3 separate regions of the Anser cygnoides genome follow, and all the other regions are linked to region 1. A link is a contact called in public Hi-C data. All regions are on one chromosome and are shown on one strand. Each heading gives the region's core, a stretch centred on a gene start, on an enhancer-like site or on the middle of the called end of the contact. The rest is flanking DNA. Distances are from core to core; before and after follow the strand shown. Region 1 has its middle 10 kb from the start of CPQ. Region 2 overlaps CPQ (carboxypeptidase Q). Region 3 overlaps CPQ (carboxypeptidase Q).

What was found. A called contact is a pair of places that touch in the nucleus more often than the background predicts.
Region 2: a Hi-C map of liver shows a contact between it and region 1, with 4 times the contacts expected there. The contact joins two enhancer-like sites. A contact is called at or near these places in 2 of 7 Hi-C or Micro-C datasets (both in liver).
Region 3: a contact with region 1 is called in a Hi-C map of liver, with 11 times the contacts expected there. The contact joins two enhancer-like sites. A contact is called at or near these places in 2 of 7 Hi-C or Micro-C datasets (both in liver).

Annotation. Positions count from the first base shown.
Region 1 is chr2:139,907,567-139,910,343 of Taihu_goose_T2T_genome, reverse strand. No RefSeq gene overlaps it. Among named protein-coding and RNA genes, the nearest start is that of CPQ, 10 kb to the left of the region's middle. Within about 2 kb of position 1,328, at least 2 of the 3 cell types and tissues checked have open chromatin away from gene starts, as enhancers often do. A contact at or near this core is called in liver, where this site is marked.
Region 2 is chr2:140,036,471-140,039,207 of Taihu_goose_T2T_genome, reverse strand. All of the region lies in intron 6 of CPQ (carboxypeptidase Q), which reads right to left. Among named protein-coding and RNA genes, the nearest start is that of CPQ, 120 kb to the right of the region's middle. Within about 2 kb of position 1,262, at least 1 of the 3 cell types and tissues checked has open chromatin away from gene starts, as enhancers often do. A contact at or near this core is called in liver, where this site is marked.
Region 3 is chr2:140,095,490-140,098,271 of Taihu_goose_T2T_genome, reverse strand. All of the region lies in intron 7 of CPQ (carboxypeptidase Q), which reads right to left. Among named protein-coding and RNA genes, the nearest start is that of MTDH, 110 kb to the left of the region's middle. Within about 2 kb of position 1,316, at least 2 of the 3 cell types and tissues checked have open chromatin away from gene starts, as enhancers often do. A contact at or near this core is called in liver, where this site is marked.

The DNA.
Region 1 (2,777 bases), core at 79-2,578:
TGGACCTTTGTTCATCTCAATATTTTCATGATTATAAAGTCCAGGTTCAACTTATTCAACATATAACTGTCCTCAATGTCTTTAAATCCATTGATTCTTCTAAAAATGCAAATAAAATACGTATTTTCTTCTTGGTTATATGGACTTAGAGTAAATGGTGTTCTCTGTCTTGCCACGTACCAAAGCAATATTTTTTTCATGACACCTTAATTGCAACAGTGAGTTCCAAGTTCAAAGGACGTTCATTGCAACCCCAATGTCCTGCATGAAAACACAGTTACTCCCTGGGCTCCGGACTGGGTTGAGCTGTGTTGAACATGGTACAGACTGTCTTCATGAAGGGTGAGCCAAGAAAATATCCATCTACTGGAGGCAGATGGAAGGCTGAACAGGAGTTTGACTTCCGTAGGTAATGATGCTTTGGTCAACTGCTAGACTGGGAGAGAGAGAGTTCCTGGAGTGGCAGATATGAGACAGATGGACAGAACCTGAGTGCCAAAATAGGTTGTTACCACCTAAAAATACCTAAAAGTGAGAGGATTTTGGTTTCGTTGGTTTTGGTGGGTTTTGAATGCAAACAGATAAAACTCCCAGCTCCGTACAACGCTGCATACTTTACCAATACCTTGTTCTAGGTTTATCTACAAGATAAACCAAACTGGCCACTCAAGTCAAGAAGAGCTGGTATATCATTAATCACTTAAATGCAGAAAAACTGTGATTCTGCAAGAGAGTCAATGTGTTACAATTAAAAAATAAATAAATATTTATGTGGCATCCATCTGCAGGGTACAATGGAAAAGTTTGTTCACCTCTTCTGAACCCCCACAGTAAATATTTACAAGATGGCATGGTTCTTACTCAAATTTGTAAACGTCTGTCTGACCTCAGTTTGAAAGGTTTGATACACATGTTGCAAAGATCCTAAGAGCTTGTGTATGGAATATATTGCTTTTTTTAAGACCAGGTATGGTATTTCTTGGAATCCAGAAGAACCAGACCTGAACAAGTCTATGGAGTTTCAGAATCAACATTAAAAGTCATATCAGGAAAGGCTGAAGTAAAATTCCACTGAGCTTTTAGTGGTTGAATGCATTATAAAAAGACTGGCAGAGAAAAATGATGATTTCTACTGCCAGGGCTGTTACAAAAATCAAACTATGAATTGGGAGAAATCACATGGCTGAGCACCGCTAACCAGTTTGAGAGGATAAAAGAAAACTTTAGACTCTCTGACAGCTCTTCTGAAGGAATAAAAATCTCTCTTTTTTTTTTTCTTCATTTTCAGTCCTTTTTTGATAAAATCACTTAGAAGCTAAAATAAAAAAAAAAAAATATCAGGAAAGCTGGTACTCTTCCAACCTATAGAAAATGAAAGATTGAGACATACTGGTTTCAAAGGCTTAAAAGACACTGTGGTTGAATCCCTCAGTCAATAAGGCAAATAACAGCTATAAATTGAGTCAGCTGGTAAATAAATATTTATTTACCATTTTTAGCATAACAGAAAGGCAAAACTAGAATTAAAGAGTGTAAGGTAAGTTTTGTGGTAATATAAATATGTAAATAGTGTGTGCTCCTGCAGAGCAAAAAGGACAAATTTGATTATAAAGTTTATGTTTAGTTACAAGTAAACCAATGAAAACTAATTTTCCTCAGGAAAATAACCGAACATATGCAAAGCAAGGTAAAAGCCGATGCTTTAAAGTAAGGTTTCTTGCTGCTGCTTTAGTTATAGTCAATAACTTAAACCGATTGTGATCCTCAGGGAAGGTTTTCCTCCGAGATGGAGCTCAGATGATAAAGATTTTCTAGAATTGCTCCTCAGGCCTTGCATCGACAGCATGAATATCACAGCCCAGAAGTGAGGCACCAGGTCCGAGCACAGCCCTCCCTTCCAGCTTTTCAGCCTGGACAGAAGTTAAACCGTGCCATCAGCAGCCTGGGCCTCGGCCCCAAGAGCTCTTCCTTCACAAGAAGCTTTTCTTCCCCGGTCAGCATTAACTCAGCCGGCACCGTGGGCTGGTCCCGAAGGACGCGCATGTTGCACTGCTCCTTCTGTGACAAGAGGCTCCTCGGTTAGTTCTGCGGTATTGGAAATTACAGGGATGAATGAGGAAAACTGAACTTTGGGCTGTTTTACATTCTTTCAGTAGTATTTAGCCCGGCGGTTGTTGACTTCTCCCCGGCTGCTATATTTAGAAAGGGGTGTAGGAGGGAGATGAGCGTTAGTATTATGGGCTATGACACAAAAACATCAAAAGTAAGTCTGTTCCCATTTCTCTTTGGTGTCCTCTGGAGAACTGCAGTGTTTACAGAGAGCTCCAGTTCCACCACAGGAGTTCAGGAAAATGGGCACCAAACTTTGTTTGGACTTTAGGACCACGTATGGCCGTACGAAGGGGGTGTGAGTAACTAGGACACACATTTTTCCTCTGCAGAGCTGAGTTTCCCACCGCTAGATAAGCTTCAAATAGCTGCCATGCCTGGTGGAATTACTGTTTCTTATACGTCAGTGCCGGGTTCATTTTAGGATTAAAAACAGAATAAATAAATAAATAAAAAATCAGAAGCTTCCTCTGCATTCAACAAATCAACAAAAGTTCCATGAGAAAAATTGCATAATGCCCCAGAAGAAAGATAAATGAAGTCACCTCCTACGGAGAGCTTAGGCTCTGTTTATTTTAAACAAACTATTACAGGTTTTGTAATATTTTTTTCTGGAATTTTTTTCCACGAGCCTTCCTAACTCCTCTCACTCCAGGCTGAACTGCCAT
Region 2 (2,737 bases), core at 13-2,512, 130 kb before region 1:
AGGATAAGGGAGGGAACAGCTATCTAAAAGCCTTTGGTAATTTGGGGCTATTTAAAACAGAGTGTTATAACTTGTCCCCATTGCTGGTTTTATTTTTAATTCCACTGAGAAAAATCATCACTTTACAGAAAAAATCCTGAAGTCTTCAATGGCAGAGCACTGTCCTTGACTAATGGTTAATTTGTTCCAGTAATAAGAGACATCAGTTAATCTGACAGTGCATTTTCAGCTTTCTGTTATTGATTTACACCTTAGGAAACACCAACACATGTATTCCAGTATTTGACTCACAGCAGTTTGAAGCCAAATATAGCAAGGCAACGACCATGATGTAAAACTTATGGTGCAACGACAGCCGTCCCGCTTGCATTACTTAGAAGTGTGTTTAAATCGACACCCAAGTTTGTTAGGCTGACAACTTGGACAATGAGAAAGTCAAGAGAAAACACTGTAAACACCTAAGTGGATGTGACAGCTGGAAAAGAAGAAAAAAAAAAAAACAACAGATAATATTCGTAAGGATTTAATAACATAAACATGGTGTAGTGCATTTTTGAGTTGCTGTTTAGGATCAAGATTGTTTAATGAAGCCAACAGCATAAATAAAAATACAGGAAAAAGCAGACCAGCTGTTAGGGAGCAGAGATGCGCCAGCATCCACACGTAATAAACACAGCTATGAGCACAATCATACAGCTCAGACCCTTTTTGAATGAGGACAGGGAAAATCGGGAACACTGAGAGTTAGAAATCTTTGTAAATCACCATGTCTTTCTATGGGAGAAAGCTGCTGTAAGGATGAAGATTAGCACCACTTTTGATAGATGATAAGGTACGAACATGACCCATGCTTTTCCTGCCCCACTTTGTGGGAAAGCTGTCCAGAAAAACAGTCCGAGGATTTTATGGGTTGTTCTCTAGTTTTAGAGTTACAGGGCAGTGACCTCTGAGAAGCCAACAACAAAAGCCCCAGTAACTTCAACAGGCTTGGAGCAGCATTTGGTCATGTACTTATTAGCATTTCACTCACTACAAACATGCTACTAGCACGTCTTGCCCTGTACAATACCGCTGCTGTTTCCTCTGCAACCACTTGCCAGCAGTCACAGAGATCACCATTCAGGACTGTGAGTTCCCAGGGATGATATACAAGAAAAAGTAGGCAGCTCTGAAGACAGCAGCACGCCACGCAAGGTACGCACCAGATTACCTGTAGCCTTGTCTTCAGACTTTTTTTTTCTTTGACAAAGAGGCATGTCAAAGAGAAGCGCTCTTCCTGGAAAACATACCATAACTTAAAGCCTTTTACTGTTCAAATACAGGGGTGTCACACACTCCCTGTGACTCTGAATGACTGATCCCTTTTTGAAAAGTTTCAGGTTTTCATTTAAAACAGGCAACACTGCCAGTATCTTGTAATTAAGGGTTGTGGTTTAAATCAAAGATGATTTTTCCTGATGTATGCATTTTCAGCAAGCAAATGACTACTTGTGTAACTTTCAAGAACAGATTGATTAAAATACATCAGCAACACCTTAGAAGTTAGCACAGCATGCAGATCTTTAATGTTTCTTGTTTTTACACAGAATGCTTTTAGGTTCTGATCTAGATAAGAGGTGAAATGTTAAAAAGAAGAGAGGTCACTGAGGAGAAAGTTCATCATGGTGAGCCAACAGGAGGTGACGGTTTTCTGTGTCCTGCACAGCTGCGGGGAGTTTGGATAGAAGGATCCCAGCTTTCCTACAGCACAACGTCCCAAAGTACTGACGACCTGTGGTTGGTCTGGAATATGAAGACAGAGGAACAGCTATCCTCAAAAGAGGTCTCTCTTTAAGAACTCCAGTCAGCCTTGAACAATGACAGAACTGGCAGAAGGGGTTCCTCCAAGGACTGAATGTTCACTTGGAGGAGGAGAAAGGACACCTACATTGCCAGTTTGGCCTTGGAGGCCATTCCCATACATACTGGGGCTAGCTTCACAGATGAAGCTTACAGATAATAAAGACTTAGTAGGCATGTATGTGTGTGTGTATGTATGTGTATATATGATTCTCTCTCTCTACACTGTTTAAAATTAGTTGTTATATACATTTAATTACTGAATTATTGCTCTCATAAGGCCTAAACAATCCTTTGATGAGCAACATCATTTTTAAGGCAAAGCAAGTGACAGTTGTGGAGGCACTGTACTAAGTAAATATTAAAACAAGTCTACGGACTTCATCTGTTGGCTTGCTGTTCATTTTGTGTACCTGATGTAATACAAGGAGCCTAATGTTTCCTTCTGGACAGTACAGGCAGACACCCCACCAATTCTGAAGTTTCAGACGGCAGCTCTGCTACTTCTATGAGGGAAAGAAAAGGGAGAAAACATACAAAGACAGAAGTTTGCTGAACACTGGACATGTACAAAATTTGCTCAGGTGGAACCAAGATCAGGCAGCCAAGAGACACGCTGCCATGACTGATTCTGTGTCCTCCCTGCTTCAGGCAAGGTAAGGAATCAACAATTCTTTGTGTTTTAGCAAAATCTGATTTTCTCTGCAGTTTTCAGTAGCAGCATGACACTTCTATATTAAGAATTATGAAATCCTGCTGACCTAGAACTGGTATAAAATATAATTGTATAATTATATTAGCTTTCCTGTGGTGAATACAATCAAGGATGCTACTGGCTGTTAACTGAAGTTCTGAAGAATACAGTGCAATTATTTTCTCTTGGTGTTTTGTAACTGAA
Region 3 (2,782 bases), core at 67-2,566, 190 kb before region 1:
AGCAGGCAGGGGGTTGCTGATGCCATAATTATCTTGAAATGGCTGCATTGCTTTTTTTATTGGATTAGCATTAAAAGCCCAAATATGAGCTTTCTGTGGGATGCTTCTGTGTAATTAGATGCTAGAAGACATGTAAATGTATATCTGCCGGGGCAGGAGCTAACTCAATCCGTCATTTATAAGCAAGCAACAGGGTCGCTTTGTTGTCCCGGGATTGCACAGTGTCACCAAGCGAGCCCTAAGCTGGGTCTTGGGGCTGCCAGTGAGCACAGGTCCATTTAGGGTCACTTATGACAGGGGCTGAACACAGGATAAATACCCATCTGACAAAAGCCATGTTTGAAAATATGTTTATTGTGTCAGATTTCATGAGCAGTAGCTATTTCTCCATTCAAGCTGAATGATAGCATTCAGCTTGCACACTTACTCATCCTGACAGCTAACAAGATAAACATGTCAGCGTGTGATTTGCCAAATATTTTCCCGTGGAATTCAGGCAGGAGTTGCCAAAGGAGCTGGCTTTTGGCAGGGGATCGCTGCACTCCAGCATACACACACGCAGCATGCATGGCAAGCAAAACACGCACCACCAAATCCACTAGGGATGTTTTCCTGGTGCACTTCGACTCTGCCCACCATGGCACTCTCCTGACCCATTATAAAGCTCCAGAAATCCTGATTTTGCTGCACAGAAAAATTGCACGGGGAAGATCTGCTGTTCCTGCAGGTTTAGCAGGTGCCAGGAGCTGGACAATGTTCATTATACCTTGGCAGCAGAGGCTTCAAAGGGCAGCGCTGGCAAGTCCCGAATTGGCTTTGCCTTTCATTGCAGGGCAGTTCTTCCCGGAGACTGAGCTGGCGACCTTTATCAGAGCGAGTTTTATTTACAGATTGGGAAATGGCAGAATGTCCTTTAAGATGAAAGAAATCAAAACACAAGAGAAAAGAAAGATTTTGCAGGAGCAAAAGCTCTGACAGGAGATCTGTTTGGAGAAGTCTGTATAAACAGACCTGTTGGGCTGATATCTCATATTTTAGCCACAGCTCGTTGGAGCCTTTAGGTTGATAATGAAGGGACTTTTAGGCTTTGGACTCCCCAGTGCATCTGTCTTTTAATAATAATGCAGCTATTTCCTCACACACTTTCAGCTGACTACAGTGCACTTGTCCCATCCGCTTGGTTTTGTGTTCCCTCTCTGCTCTGTTACCAGCACGTAACACTCACTGCCTCAGTATTTTTTACCTTGAAGATGCTCAGAAGTGTTTTGCAGCCTCCTGGCCTCTTCCAGGTGTCTATTCCCACCTATGAATGAAGACTGATTCCTCCATTGCTAATAAGAGCCTTTGCGTGAAGAACAGAAACATCTCACAGCACAAGGCATGCCAGGGAGCCAACCAGGACCTTGACAGCCCGGCTCATTGCCCCAAATCCCCTTTGCAGCCCAAGCTGTGCCCTAGGTCTCCAACCTGGAAGCTGGGCACTGCAATGCTGCAGTTCCCAGTGAAACCCAGGGGAAGGGCCCACTGCTCTCCCCAGCCAGCGTTGGGGATGCTCAGGAGAGCAGGCTCCCCTCCTCCGCATCCCTCAGGATGTCAGCATGAGGCTAGTGGCAAAAGCTGAGAGGGCTCCAGAAAAGCCCAGGAAAAGGTGTGATATAAGGAGACCTCTTTCTGTACCTGGCTGTGCTAGAGCAAGAGGTTCTCCTCTCCTGAGCCGCCTCCTATAGACAGCACTGGGCTGGTGGGAAAGCCCCTGACTTTCCCTTTCATGCCATACCCTCACAGCAACTCGCTATGTTTTAAGCCGAATCTACTGCACCAAAACTTTTACTTAAAGATATTTAAGTAGCAGCACACAACTCTGTGTTATACCAAGGGTAACAAGGGTAAATTATGATTCACTTAAAGCTCAACTCTTCTCAAGATGCAAATCTCCTATAAGTGCTGCTGCTGGTCAACAACGGATCCACCTTTCAGGCAACCCACAGACATGGAGCCATCCATATTAGTCACGTAACAGTGAAGGTTCCTGCCATCCTATAAACACGAAATAAAGACAGTTTGCATTTCTACAAATTCTACATGACTTGAGCCTGATAACTCAACTGGGAGGTGTCCCCCATTAAGGCAGACAGGAATTCAGGTCAACCAGTTGCCCGTGGCCACGCAGGAGAGAATGGAGCAGAGGTGAACAGGGGATTCCTGGCCACCAGGCTGAGCTCTCCACCTATGTCTCCCTCCACCTCCAATGGACCATCCATACTGAGAAAATATCAGATATCTGGGTGCTAAAGTGCTGGGTGAAATAAGAATGTGGGCAGTCCATAAGGATCTCCTATTTCCCAGTGCTAGTTAGTTTGGTTTTGCTTAGCTTGCTTCTGAAATACTTCATCAGCACTTTAGTGGAAGGCACTTTTCAAAAGAACTCACCCCCCGCTGCACTTGTGACAGTCCTAAAAAGAAACACTGCTCTGATTCCTTGCTTGTACGGCTTCCCTCCAACCCATGCTGTGTCCCACCCATCAGCTCAAGTTCTTGCCACCCTACCCCAAAGCCACGTCCCCACCCTGACCCGTCTTTGCTGTGGCTGCACAGTAAGAATGCCCCTGCAGTGTCCCAGAGGCCAAACCCAACACATTGTCTTCACCGTGCTCTTGAGGGTATCGTGACAGAATCTGCCCTTTTGGCTTTCCCTTTGCAGACTGCCTGCAGGAAACATGCTCCCTCCACTACCACATGGATGCCCAGGTGATGTTCCCTCCACAGAAGTGATGTGTGAGCT